Regions from separate parts of the Sus scrofa genome. Here region 2 is linked to region 1. Evidence: chromatin contacts called from public promoter capture Hi-C data. All regions are on one chromosome and are shown on one strand. The core of a region is the stretch at or near the end of the contact, and the rest is flanking DNA. Distances in the headings are between cores, read along the strand shown.

Region 1 (5,764 bases), core at 1,961-4,460:
AAAAAAGAAAAGGAGAAAAACCAACCAACCCACCAACCAACCCTGGTCCTGTCCTAGGCTGACCCAGGACCAGGACCCAGCAGTGGAAGGTGAGAGGGAAACCCCGGACACGGCGTTCTAGTGCTTTAAGAGTCCTCAGCACGGGGCGTACCTGCTGCAGCTCAGCGGAAACAGATCCAACTACTATCCATGAGGACGTAGGTTCACCCCTGGCCTCGCTCAGTGGGTTAAGGATCTGGTGTGGCTGTGGCTGTGGTGTAGGCCATCGGCTGCAGCTCCGATTCGACCCCTAGCCTGGGAACGTCCATCCGTCCTAAAAAGCAAAAAAAAAAAAAAGAATCTGCCTGCAGCGGCTTGGGTCACAGCTGTGGCTCAGATCTGATCCTCGGGGCGTCCATATGCCACAGGTGTGGCCATTAAAGAAAAAACAACAACCCATAAGGGAAATGGAAGGTTGTGGAGATGGAGGCAAAGCCTAAAGAACCGAAAATCTTCCTACGATCACCCTGAGCTATTAGGTACTTTTCCAGTGGTAAACCTCTGGGTGGGGAAATCTTCTCTAATTCAACCTTTCTGGTTCCTCCAAAATACAAAGAATATAATTTTTTTGAATTGTATAAAGAGAAAGCAAAAGCTTCTTCATCTTTCCCCGGGGTCAGCCAGCCCCCAAAGATGTCCCAGAGCCTGTGAGTACGTTACCCCTACACAGCAAAAGGGGATTAACCAGCGCAGAATTAAGGCTTCGGGTCCTTATCCTCATCCAAGGGGGTCCAGGGCAGCACAAGGTCCTCATTAGAAGAAGCAGAGGTCAGAGAGAAATGAGAAGATGCTACCTGCTGGCTCTGAAGATGAAAGGTGGCCACCAGCCAAGCAACGTGGGCAGCCTCCAGGCGCTGGAAAGGGCGAGGAGACAGATGTTCCCCTGGGACCTTCAGAGAGGAGCACAGCCCTAGAAACACCTTGATTTCAGCCCAGGGAGGCCAAATGTGGACTTCTGACCTCCAGAACTCTAAGACAAATGTACGTTGTTGTAAGCCACCAAGTTAGAGTCACCACAGGAAACAAGTACAGCCTGCCTCCCTTCACCTCTTCCAAGCACAAACTCATGTCATGCCTGGTGGCAGGGCAGTCATTGTGTTAAAGGCAACCAGACCAACAGCTTCCTGCCTCGCCCGGTGGGTCAGAACCCCAGGAGCGAGCATGAAGAAAGCCTGGGAGAAGAACACTGCGATCTCTGAGATCCGGCAGAAAGCAACAGCACAGAAAACAGCAGCAGGCCAAGCTGGAGAAGGCTTCTCCGGGTGGGCAGAAAGAGAGAAGCCCGGAGGGGCCAAAAAATCCTTTGCGCCCCGCCAGAGGGTCTTTTTTTTTTTTTTTTTTTTTCTTTTTTAGAGAATTTCACATTTATTTCAATCCTTTTTTAAATCTTTTTTAAGGTGAAGCATTATTGTTGATTTACAATGTTGTGTTCATTTCTGCTGTACAGCAAAGTGATTCAGAGACACACACTTTTTTTTAATTCTTTCCCATTACGGTCTAGTGATTTTTTTTTTTTTTTTTTCCCAATCACAGAACAAACAGCACATACTGCTTTTACCTGTAAGGAAACAAGGGGACATGGGATGGGTACCACCCCTCATGGGCTGTGGACCTCAGGCCACAGCGGGTTTTGAGAGCAGCGGCCCTTGCCGTCTGCCACTCACGGTTGAGGGTCCACCCTTCTGGCGTCAGCAGTTCCTCAACAACTTACCCATAAATAAACAGAAAACCATAGCCACATGCTTCACCATTCACATTTATAACCTAGCCCACTGACAAAGCTTGCTCCCTCAGAATTCAAGAAACAAACGCTGCCTATGTCGCTTTGTCACTAAAGCAGGACTGGGTTCCATTTAGCCTCATAAGCGTTTCAAACTCTGCCACTAAACGACAAAAGTTCACCACTCCTTCTATAGGCCACTCTTTAATTTCCTATAAACAAAATGGTCAGTGACTTAACTAAAGCATCTCACGGAACCTGCAGCACCCCACGATCTGGAGCTATTTGCGGGAGGAATGCCCTGCCGCTGGCCAAGAGCTTCCAGGGTAAGCTTAGCTGGAGGAGGATTTGCAAAATGGTAGTTTTGTCAAGTTTTCTCTGTGTTGTGTGATTACGATGCCGCGTCTCTGTGCGCAGACAAGAAAGCAAACTTGGGTTACTCCGCGCCCGTCGGGCTTCCCCGGCAGGAGTTTCGTACCAGCAGCCAGTTCACACGCAACAGCGGTCAGCGATCGGGGGTGGCCGGGGTCCTGGCCCCGACGGCACCCTCAAGTCGCAGCCTGCCCACTACGGGTTCGCTGGCTCTGTTTTCTCATTTTCGCTCTGAACAAAGACCTGGACCGGGGCACACAACTTGCGAACACCGAAAGGGCCGGAAACTACGGAGAACGCGCCCGCGGGGACTCGAGCGATCGCTGAGGCCCGCGGTGGGGCTGCAGGACGGCCGGGCCCGCGCCGGATAGCGGCCCGCGACCCCCGCCGAGACCCCGGCCCCGAGACCCCCGCCCCGAGATCCTCGCTCTGCGAACCCAGCCCGAGACCCCGGCCCCGCGACCCTCGCTCTGCGAACGCAGCCCGAGACCCCCGCCGCGAGATCCTCGCCCCGGCGACCCTCGCCCCCGGGACCCAGACCCAGTGACCCTCGCCCCAGAGACCCCGGGCCCTAAGACCCACGTCCCAGAGACCGGAGGCCGGAGATCCCCGCCTCGCCAGCATCGGCCCGAAGATCCCCACCCTGGACACTCGGGCCCTGAGACCCCGGTCCACGACCACGGCCCCAGAGACCCCAGCCCGGCGACCCCCGGCGCCCGCCCTGGAGACCCGGACATTGCGACGCCGGCCCCTCAGCGTCCCTCAGCCCTCCGCCTCCGGGCCACCGCGGACCCCTGCCCTGCGGAGGCCACCGCCCGGCCCTGCTGCCCCGGGCTCCCGTCCGGCACCACCGTCCCCGGGAAACGCGAGCCGCCAGAGGCGCGGCCGGGCGCCGGGCCGGAGAAGAGAGGAAGCGAGAAAGAGGGCGTCTGCCGGTCGGGCCACGGGCCATACTGACCGTAGCTGTCGTCTTCGTCCATGGTGCCGGGGCCGAGCTCCACGCCCGGTTCGCCGCTCGCCCCTGGTCCCGTCGCTCCCGGCCCCACTAGCCCAGCCCGCCTCGGAGCCCCGCCCCCGGCCCCGCGCCCGCCGCCCGCCCCTCGCCTCCCGCGGGGCGCCCCGCCTGCCGCCTGCGCGCGCGCACACACACACTCCCCTGCACGCGGCCGCTTCCCGGCCGGCGCCTGCGCACGCGCGCCCGCCCAGGCCCCGCCCCCGGGTCCGCAGGCCCGCCCCCGCCGTTCGCGCGCGCGCCGCCGGGGCTGCCGGGGCTGCGTCCTCTAGAGCGCCCGCTCCTGCGTAGGCTCGCCCACCCAGGCCCCGCCCCCGGCGCGCCCCTTGGCCAGAGGCCCCGCCCCGACCACGCCCCAGCCCCAGCCCCGCCCCGGCCGCCTCCGGAGGCCCCGCAGGTTTCGGCTTTCGCAAGGGCAGAGCTGGCCCCAGCGACACAACCCAAGCCAGGCCGCCCACAAAGGCCCAAGGTCGTGTCCGGCCACTGAAGGGCAGGGTGGCCCTCGCTGACGTCAGCTTCGCAGGTCAGGCCCGCCCAGATTGCCAGAGGAGCCTGGCCCTTGGCCAAAGACCAGAATATTTGAATTCACTATTACTGTGGTCTGAATCTTAGTACTGTGACTGTCATGAGATCCCAGTCTCATACTTTCTTTTACTTGTCTTTATTTACCAGATCTAGTTTCAAAGGGAAGCACCTCGTCTCTGAGCCATGAAGGCTTTCGGAGACCTTGATTCCTGTGCCTCTTAAATTCACGAGTTTCTAGACTGTTCCCTGCATGTTTCATTTGCCTGCACTTTGCAGACCAGTCCCCTCCCACCAGTAAACTGAGCTGCCCCCCTTTGCTGAGCATGGGCCTGAGCTCTGCACCTGGGGGTGGGGACCTCTGCAATTTTTAATTTAGAAAAGTGAAGAAAAACGCCATTTTTCCAGCCACTCCCAGTTGCAGTCACTCTTCCTTGGTTTGGTGTTACCCATAAAAATTACAAGTGCCTCAGCTGGAAGGGACATCAAAATCACTCATCGCACAGGGAGGTCCAGGCTCCTCCTGGTGTGCACAGCTCTGGACACGCAGCATGACGTGCTGCACCCCGGAGCTGCTGGAGGAAAGCACAACCCAAATCCCCAGAAATGTCCCTTAAAGGTCACAAGACCTGGATTGCAATACCTGTCTCAGCAGCCTGTTTCCTTACTGGCCAGACAGCCCTAAAATATGCCTCCCAGGAGACAACAAAGAAAAGTAATTCCTCTCATGCAGAAGGAATAAATGAATGAGGAAACTTTCTGCATCTGCTTCCTATTTGCCTTATGACCTGGGCAAACAGCTCGACTCCCCGGACCTGTTTCCCACTCCTAGAACACAGCCTCTGCCTGTAAAATCCGGGCTTCTGCCCAATATTGATCTCCGAAGTGACAGATCTGTCACCGTGCACTCGGCTTCTCCACCGCGGACAATATTTTTGTTAGATGAGATGGATTTCAACACATCAGCCTGAGGAATCCTAATTGTTACATCCCATCAGGGTGCAGCTCTGGCCCACCCTTGGGTGGCTGAGACAATCATGTGTTCACAGACACCCTCTGACTCCCCTGAGTTGTCTGACCAGCCTGTGGTGGAGAAGCTTGATGGCTCCTGAGCGTCCGAGAAGGTGGTCTCCTTTTCCTTAGATTCCGTGCTGCTTGCGAGTCATTCCAGAAGTCAGACACTTCCGCTGTACAGAGTGTTTGTTCTCTTACTTCTCAAAGGTTGATTCTGGTGGACCTAGGAGTTTAGTCGTCACTGGTTTCACCTAACTCTTGCTCAATGACCAAAACTTGGGAGGAAAGCAATTCAGGTAACAAGGTAGTTCTAAGATCTGATCTCAACTCCCAAACCCGGTCCCTGGAGATGGAAAGGGATACGGGGCCTGAATGTTAATCACTTCGATTAGCATAGAATGGACTCTTTACAAATTCCCTTAACTTACATTGTTTCATTTTAACGGAGTGTTCAAAAGGCAGGTCCTGACGCTGAAAGGCTGAGAAACCAGTCACCATGGACTGAAGAGAAGACAGAATAAAATAGAATCCACGTCCATCACACATCATAAGGATGATGTTTGGCGCTGGTAGGGATGTAAAATGGACGTGACTGAGGGTCACTGTCGTAAGACCCTCTATCAGCTCATGGCTGGGAGGGTTCGTTGAACTGCTATCGCCCACTACAGATTTGGAAACTGAGGCTCACAGAGCTCACAGTGTAGAATAGGAGCCACCAGTTCAGCTTCACCTGCCGCTTGTGTCCTCAGCCCCTGGAGCACAGCGAGACCTCAAAGGGCAGAGCTGGAGGCAGGGAGTCTAGTTGTCTGCTGCTTCCCCCAGATCTCTTCAAACATTAGAATTTCAGAGCAAGTTTTGTGAGCCGAGGTAACCCCAGATGCATTCTTTCCTGTGCATATACGATGGTGTTTCAAACTTCTTTAGAAACAGTGTTCAAAAGGGAGCAGGTTCCCGGCTTCCGATACTTTCACACAAGGGAGCACCCACAGGCTTTTAAAAGATGGAGGCTGATTGCCACCTTCACCCACGTGAGCCGAGTGCCAAGCTGTATTAAGTGGGAAAAGGAGGACAGACAGGTGTGTATA
Region 2 (5,821 bases), core at 1,138-3,637, 290 kb before region 1:
GCTCCTCTTCCTCCCTCGGATGCACAGTGTGGGGGTGGGTGCAGGAGAGAACAAGGCAGGAGGGGGCGCAAAAAGGCTCAAGGCAGGTTCTTCATTAAAAAATAGTGCTCTTTATTATAAATTACTGAAATGTTTCTTCTTTGAATATAAATATAAATATGTGCAAAGTTTGACTTGGATTGGTATTTCGTTGAGTTTTTCAAGCATCTCCTAACAGCCTCGAGGGCCTGGGTGGGGGGGAGGGGAGAGGACTGGAGGTGGAATCTTTATAAAAGACAGAGTGATTGAGGCAGATTGTAAACATTATTAAAAAACACAAACAAAACCCAAACAAAATAACAGAAAAAAAAAGAAACCACCCCAACACACAGCTGCCCCATCCAGCCCAATACCTGACACAGAAACCTTTTTGTTTGTTTAGTTTTCCCCAAAAAAGGAACAGTTCCAGGTAATTCCATCGCCACTACATTCTTGTAGGTTTTCACTGATCAGTGCTATTGCAGAGCGGGAGCAGCTGGGTGACGGGGCCTCTGACTTCCTGCCAGCTCCCCGAGGTGAGGAGGGAGGGCTGGGCAGGGTCTGGGGGCTCTGGGGCCTGGTGGCTCTGCTCTGGCCCCCGGCACCCCTGACCGGCCAATACCAACTAGGCTGGCATCTTCCTGCGCTCATCTCTGCCCCACCAAACGGTGAGTGGCCGGTGGGCGCCACCGCGGCGAGAACCCCTTGGCCTCGGCCTGGATTGGCTGAGTGTGTGGCTTCTTGTGTGCCAGTCCCTATCCATGGGATAGGGAGCATTTAAGGCGAATCTCCTAGCCAGACATAGTCAGGAGGCACAAAATAGAACACCCATCTTCTCTGTCCGGGGTCTGGGGTCAAAGGTGGCTCATCTCCTCCATCTTCCCCACCCCCCAGGTGCTGGAAGGTACAGCCTGGGTGGGGAAAGAAGAACAATGGACCAGCCCGCTCTCCCCTCCACACGCCACTTCCCCCTTAAAACAGGGGAGGGCCCTGGGCTCTCCAGCACTCGATGGACTCTGGGACCTGTATTTTTGGTGGCTGTCCCAAGGGGGAGGGGGACGGGGAGCAGAAAGGTCCCCTTGGGGGTCACCCCTTGCCCTTCTCCCCAGAGCCAGGGATGGAGCATGCCGCCGCCACCCTCCTCACCTGGGCCGGGGCGGGTGCGAGGGGCCAGGTCCCTGGCCAGCCTGCAGCCCCGGGCCCCCGAGGCGCCCTCTCTCTCGTCCACCCTTTTCCAGGCCCAAGACCTGCTCAGGTTGAAAGCTGTTTTAAACCAAATCAAAGAGCCAGCACGTTCCGTTGGAAAGTTCGAAGATTCCCGGCAGTTCTCACGAGTTCAGCACTCCCGCAGTGTCCCCTGTTTGCGAGCGCAGGGGGTGGAGGAAGCGGAGAGGAGAATCCGCTGCGGAGGCTGCTGTGGTCCCCCTGGGCCCGCCGGCTCCTCCGGAGAAGCTGGAGCGGGGGAGGGGCGCGCGAGTGGCTCTCCCCCTCCCCTCAAACACCTTCCAGGTCCCCACGGCCCTGTTCTGCTGTGGGGGGGAGCGCGGAGGGAGGGGCCTGTCCGTCCCCTGGCTCACCCAGAGCTACAGGACTCTCACGCCTGGATTCTTGTGCTTGTGCCATGTGCCACGGAGGAGAGGGGACCCTGGCCCCTCGCCCCGACCTCTGCCCTTTGCTCCTTAAAGTGGGGCATCGTACTGGTCCAGGAACTCCCGAATGGGCCCAGGCAGCTGGGTGACTTTCTCATAGGAGTCCAGGTGGCCGTTGACTGTTTTCCGACAGAGATGCTGGAGAGTGGCCACGTTGGAGGAGAGGGGCCGGCTCAACACCAGAGGGATCTTCTCGCCCCCGGAGTAGATGTAATAGGCTCTTCTAGGGGGGCCCCCCGGGAGCGGCTGGGCGGGCGGCTGCTCGGGCACCTCGGAGGAGGGCGACGAGGAGGGTTCAGTCGGAGGCGAGGAGAAGGAGGGGGCGCCGGAGGGTGGCATGTAGTGATGCACCAGCTTGAGCACGCAGTCGAAGCGGGGCACGGGCTGCGTGCTGCGGGGGTCACTCTGCAGCGAGAAGCTGCCCCCCTCGCACTGGATGCGCAGGTTCTTGGTCCCCGACTGGGTCTTGACGCTGAGCGTGAAGAAGTGTCGCTGGTCCGAGCTGTCGCGGATGAGGAAGGTGCCCGCGGGCTCGGCGCTAAGCAGCAGGTTCGCCTCGCCGCCGGTCACGGCGCTCCAGTAGAAGCCGCTCTCCTGCAGCTTGCGCACTGCGTTCACCACCAGCTGGTACTCGCTCTTGGAGCTGAAGGTCTTGAGGCGCAGGCTGGTGTCCAGGGGGCGGCTCATCCCGGCGGCGGGAAACTTGCTGTGGGTGACCATGGCGCACGGAGCCAGCGTGGATCTGCGCGGCGGCGGCTGCAGCTGCTCGGCGGCCTCCGCACAGCGGCCGCTACCGCATCCCGGGGGGCTGCGGGGAGGAAGGCGCGCGCCGCGTGAGTGCCCGGAACCCTCCAGTGCGCCCGGCCCGCCCCGGCTCCCCTGCCTCCGCCGAGCGGCTGGGACAAGCGCTGTCCCGGACGCGCTCGCCTGGGCCCTGGGCCCGACCCAGACACCCCACGGAGCCCGCCTAGCCCCCGCCCCCAGGCAGCCCCTTCCCCAGCGCGCACTGGGAAGGCGCCGAGTCGCAAACTCGGGCGCGGAAGTTGGATCTCTCGGAGCGTGGCCGGGGCGGGGAGCAGGAGAAGGGCCCCGGGGACGCTCTGGGCGCCGCTCAGTCCGTTGGCCCCGCGCGGCGGGGACCGAGAGAGAAACCCGAGGCATGGGGGGTAGGGAGAGGACACGAGAAACCCGAGGGCCCCAGCCCGGGTGTTCCGGGAACCTGGGATCTCCGGCTTCCATCCGCTCTGCCCCCTACCTCGTCCCCTCCCTGCCGGGAATGACCCGGGAAGGGGAGGGGAAACCGGGAAAAGCTCCCGGGACTGGCGAGTCTCCCCCCCTCTCCACGCCGCGCCCCTTCTTCCTACCTGGTCCTAAACCGAAGTCCCTGGCCTTTGGGCTGCGCCTCCTACGGTCCCCAAGGCGCAGAGGCGGCGCGGCGGCCAGCGGTGGCCCGCGCTGCGCCCAGATGTCGGCGGCCGCGAAGTCCACAAAGGGGCCTCGAGCGCGCGTCGCTCGGGCTTCGCCGGGGCGCCCGCCCTGCCCCCTGCGCGCCCCCGGGCCGGCTGGGCGGGGGCGAGGCGAGGGGCGGCGGCGGGAGCTGGGCCGGACGGGCGGCGTGCGGGGCCGGAGTCGCCGCGGCGGCGGCGGCGGCGGCGGCGGCGGCGGCGGCGGTGGCGGTGGCGGCGGAGCGGGGAGTCCGAGTCGGAGCCGCCGCGGAGGCCGCGCTCACGAGTATATACGCGGCGGCGGCGCCCCGCCCCCCGATTCCTGGAACTGCGCGGCTGGTCTTCTTGTAATGTTTAGTCACTACTCGCAGCAATGAAAGGCTGCGCGCGGAGGGGAGGGAGGGGCCGCGGGCGGCCGAGGGCGGGCCGCGAGCAGGGCCAGGGACCCGCAGAGACGCGCGCAGAGACAAAGCGCGACGCGAGGCGGCCCGGGCGGCCGGCGGGCGCGGCGCCAGCCCCGGCGGCGCGTTCCTGGCAGCGGCCCCTCCCCCGCGCGCGCTCCGCCCCCAACTTCTCATTCACACTTTCCCCCCTCCCTTCTAAGAAGGCCAGTTTCTGGCAGAGGCGGGGGCGCCGCTCCCGGAGCGCGGGCAGTTCCAGGAGGCCGAGCGGGAGAGGCTCCGGCTCCCCTTCCCTTCTTCTCGGACCTCGCGGGGACGCCCCCCTCGCCCCACCTGCGCCCGCCGGAGGTCCCGAACGCAGCCCCGGGCGTGCCTCAGGGGACCTGGGGACACCCCAAGGCCGGGCTGCGAAACTAGGGCCGGAGCTGGGAGCCCGCGCGGGTGGGGATGCGCGACGGTCACCTGTGGGCATGTCCTCAAGGCGAAGCCAGGAGTCCCAAGGTTGGGGGGTGGGGGGGCGGACGACGCAGCCTGCGTGGCAGCTGTCCGGCCTCAGCCCATCGGCTCACTGCCAGGCTCTCCGCGGACGCCGACACAGGTGCCGCCTCCCACCTCCAAAACAACAACACAAACACATGTCGCACACTTCTGTGTCTCCCAACCTGCGAAGTGCGGTGTGGGTCGGCCAGGTGCTTTTACGCGGCGGGACGGGAGGACGAACCACGGCCCCACCCCGCGCCCCGCGTCCGCTAGAGGGCGCCCTGGGGCCCGCTAGGTGCGGCGAAGTTTGATGCTTCGCCCCCAAGCCCAGGAAGGGGAACCCGAGGGGGCGGTGGGGATGCTGGCGCGCGGGGCGGGTGGGGGAGGGGCGAGGGAGCCTCGGGGAACCTGGGCGAGTTCACATCACAGTCTAGAATCAGACCTGGGAGTGAGAGTCCAGCCGGGGAGGACTTCCAGAAAGCAGTTTTCAGAAGTCAGCCCTCTTCCAGATGGTTCGGTCCTGCCTAGAATGTTGTGCCGGGTGTCTCTCTGCATGTCGCGGGGTCTCATCTCTCCGCGGGGGTGAGAAGAGGAGGTGATGGAGGTGAACGATGATGGACTTGTTCTTGGTCACCTTGGCATGGATGGGGGTGCTTGGGCCAACCAGGGCCAGCTTTAGGAAGAATTGAAAGTTTTGTCCTCTGTCCCCGAGCAGGCAGTGGGGTGCCGGGGACATCTGAGAACCAGCTTGAGTGGCACTTAGATTGTCACCTCGCAGGTGGCAGGGGCTGAGGGCGTTGGACTCTGCCCTCTCCGCAGATGCCACAGTGTGGAGGATAGTGAGTGGTCAGAAAGGAAGGCAGAGCTCCTTGGGCGTTTAGAAATCAGAGACCTGGCTCCTTTGCTTCTCTGGCAGTTGATAGGCACCTCGCTGTGCCTTCAATTTGCCACGTGTCTTCAGTCTGCGCCATCGCTTCTCTCCCCTGCCGATGTCTGGGGACTGAGTGAGATGTGGGCTGGACCCCCACCTTCTCTGGGGTTCAGCTTTGCCAGCTGTAACCCAGGAATAATTGTCTTTTCCCATCAGAGATCTGAGATTAAAAAAGCAAGATTCTGCATATTGGAGAGCAGAGTCATAAGGAGGAAGTCTGATTACTTCTTGTTACTTCTGCAGAGGGGGGAGTTGATTTATTCAACACATTTCACAAACATTGGACTCTATGTACCAGACATTGTGCTGGGCCTGGAAATACAATGATGAATAAGACCCGGTCTTTGCCCTCAAGATACTTGCAGGCTAATGAAATGGATTCTCCTTCTCGGTGGAATCAGGAGTTCATTCTCTTTCTCATCCATTGATTGGGAGGCTGCACCATGGCCATCTGTGCTGAGCCCCGCAGAGGACAAGGAAGACTCACAAGGAACAGCCCTTGAGTTAATGGATGAGAAAGTGCTTTGTAAATTATAAGGCTCTGATGCACGGCAGGTTCATTCATCCACAAACCCTCAATGACTGCCTGCTTTTACCAGACATGGGATGGGAACATGAACGCCCTGAGTGAGTCCCACGGGGAGACACAGGCACGGCAAGGAACATGGGACCCCCAAGTGATGAGGGCCATGAGAAAGGGGTGGTTGTAATTATGACCCTGTGAGACTGTGATCATTCATTTTTGGTGGGGGGGGGGTTGAAGTGGGAGGGGGTGGAGAGAAGGAGGAAGAAATATCCCCTGAGCTCAGGATTCCCATCTAGTTGGAGAGCCTCATCCCTCTGAAACAGATAATCTCAACAGCGTGGTACCCAAGCGAGCCCGGGCTCTGCCCATGG

Evidence for each region. Promoter capture Hi-C pulls out the DNA fragments that hold promoters and counts their contacts.
Region 2: a promoter capture Hi-C map of liver shows a contact between it and region 1, with 3 times the contacts expected there. The contact joins the promoter of SOCS3 here to the promoter of CYTH1 in region 1. A contact is called at or near these places in 1 of 5 promoter capture datasets (liver) and 1 of 2 datasets of contacts at active chromatin or transcription factors (alveolar macrophages).

Annotation. Positions count from the first base shown.
Region 1 is chr12:3,353,711-3,359,474 of Sscrofa11.1, reverse strand. CYTH1 (cytohesin-1) reads right to left here and starts at 3,210. Exons shown (of 13, transcript XM_013989851.2): 1 at 3,090-3,210. The coding sequence starts at 3,111.
Region 2 is chr12:3,641,285-3,647,105 of Sscrofa11.1, reverse strand. SOCS3 (suppressor of cytokine signaling 3) reads right to left here and starts at 2,387. Exons shown (of 1, transcript NM_001123196.1): 1 at 1,698-2,387. The coding sequence starts at 2,387. The coding sequence ends at 1,698.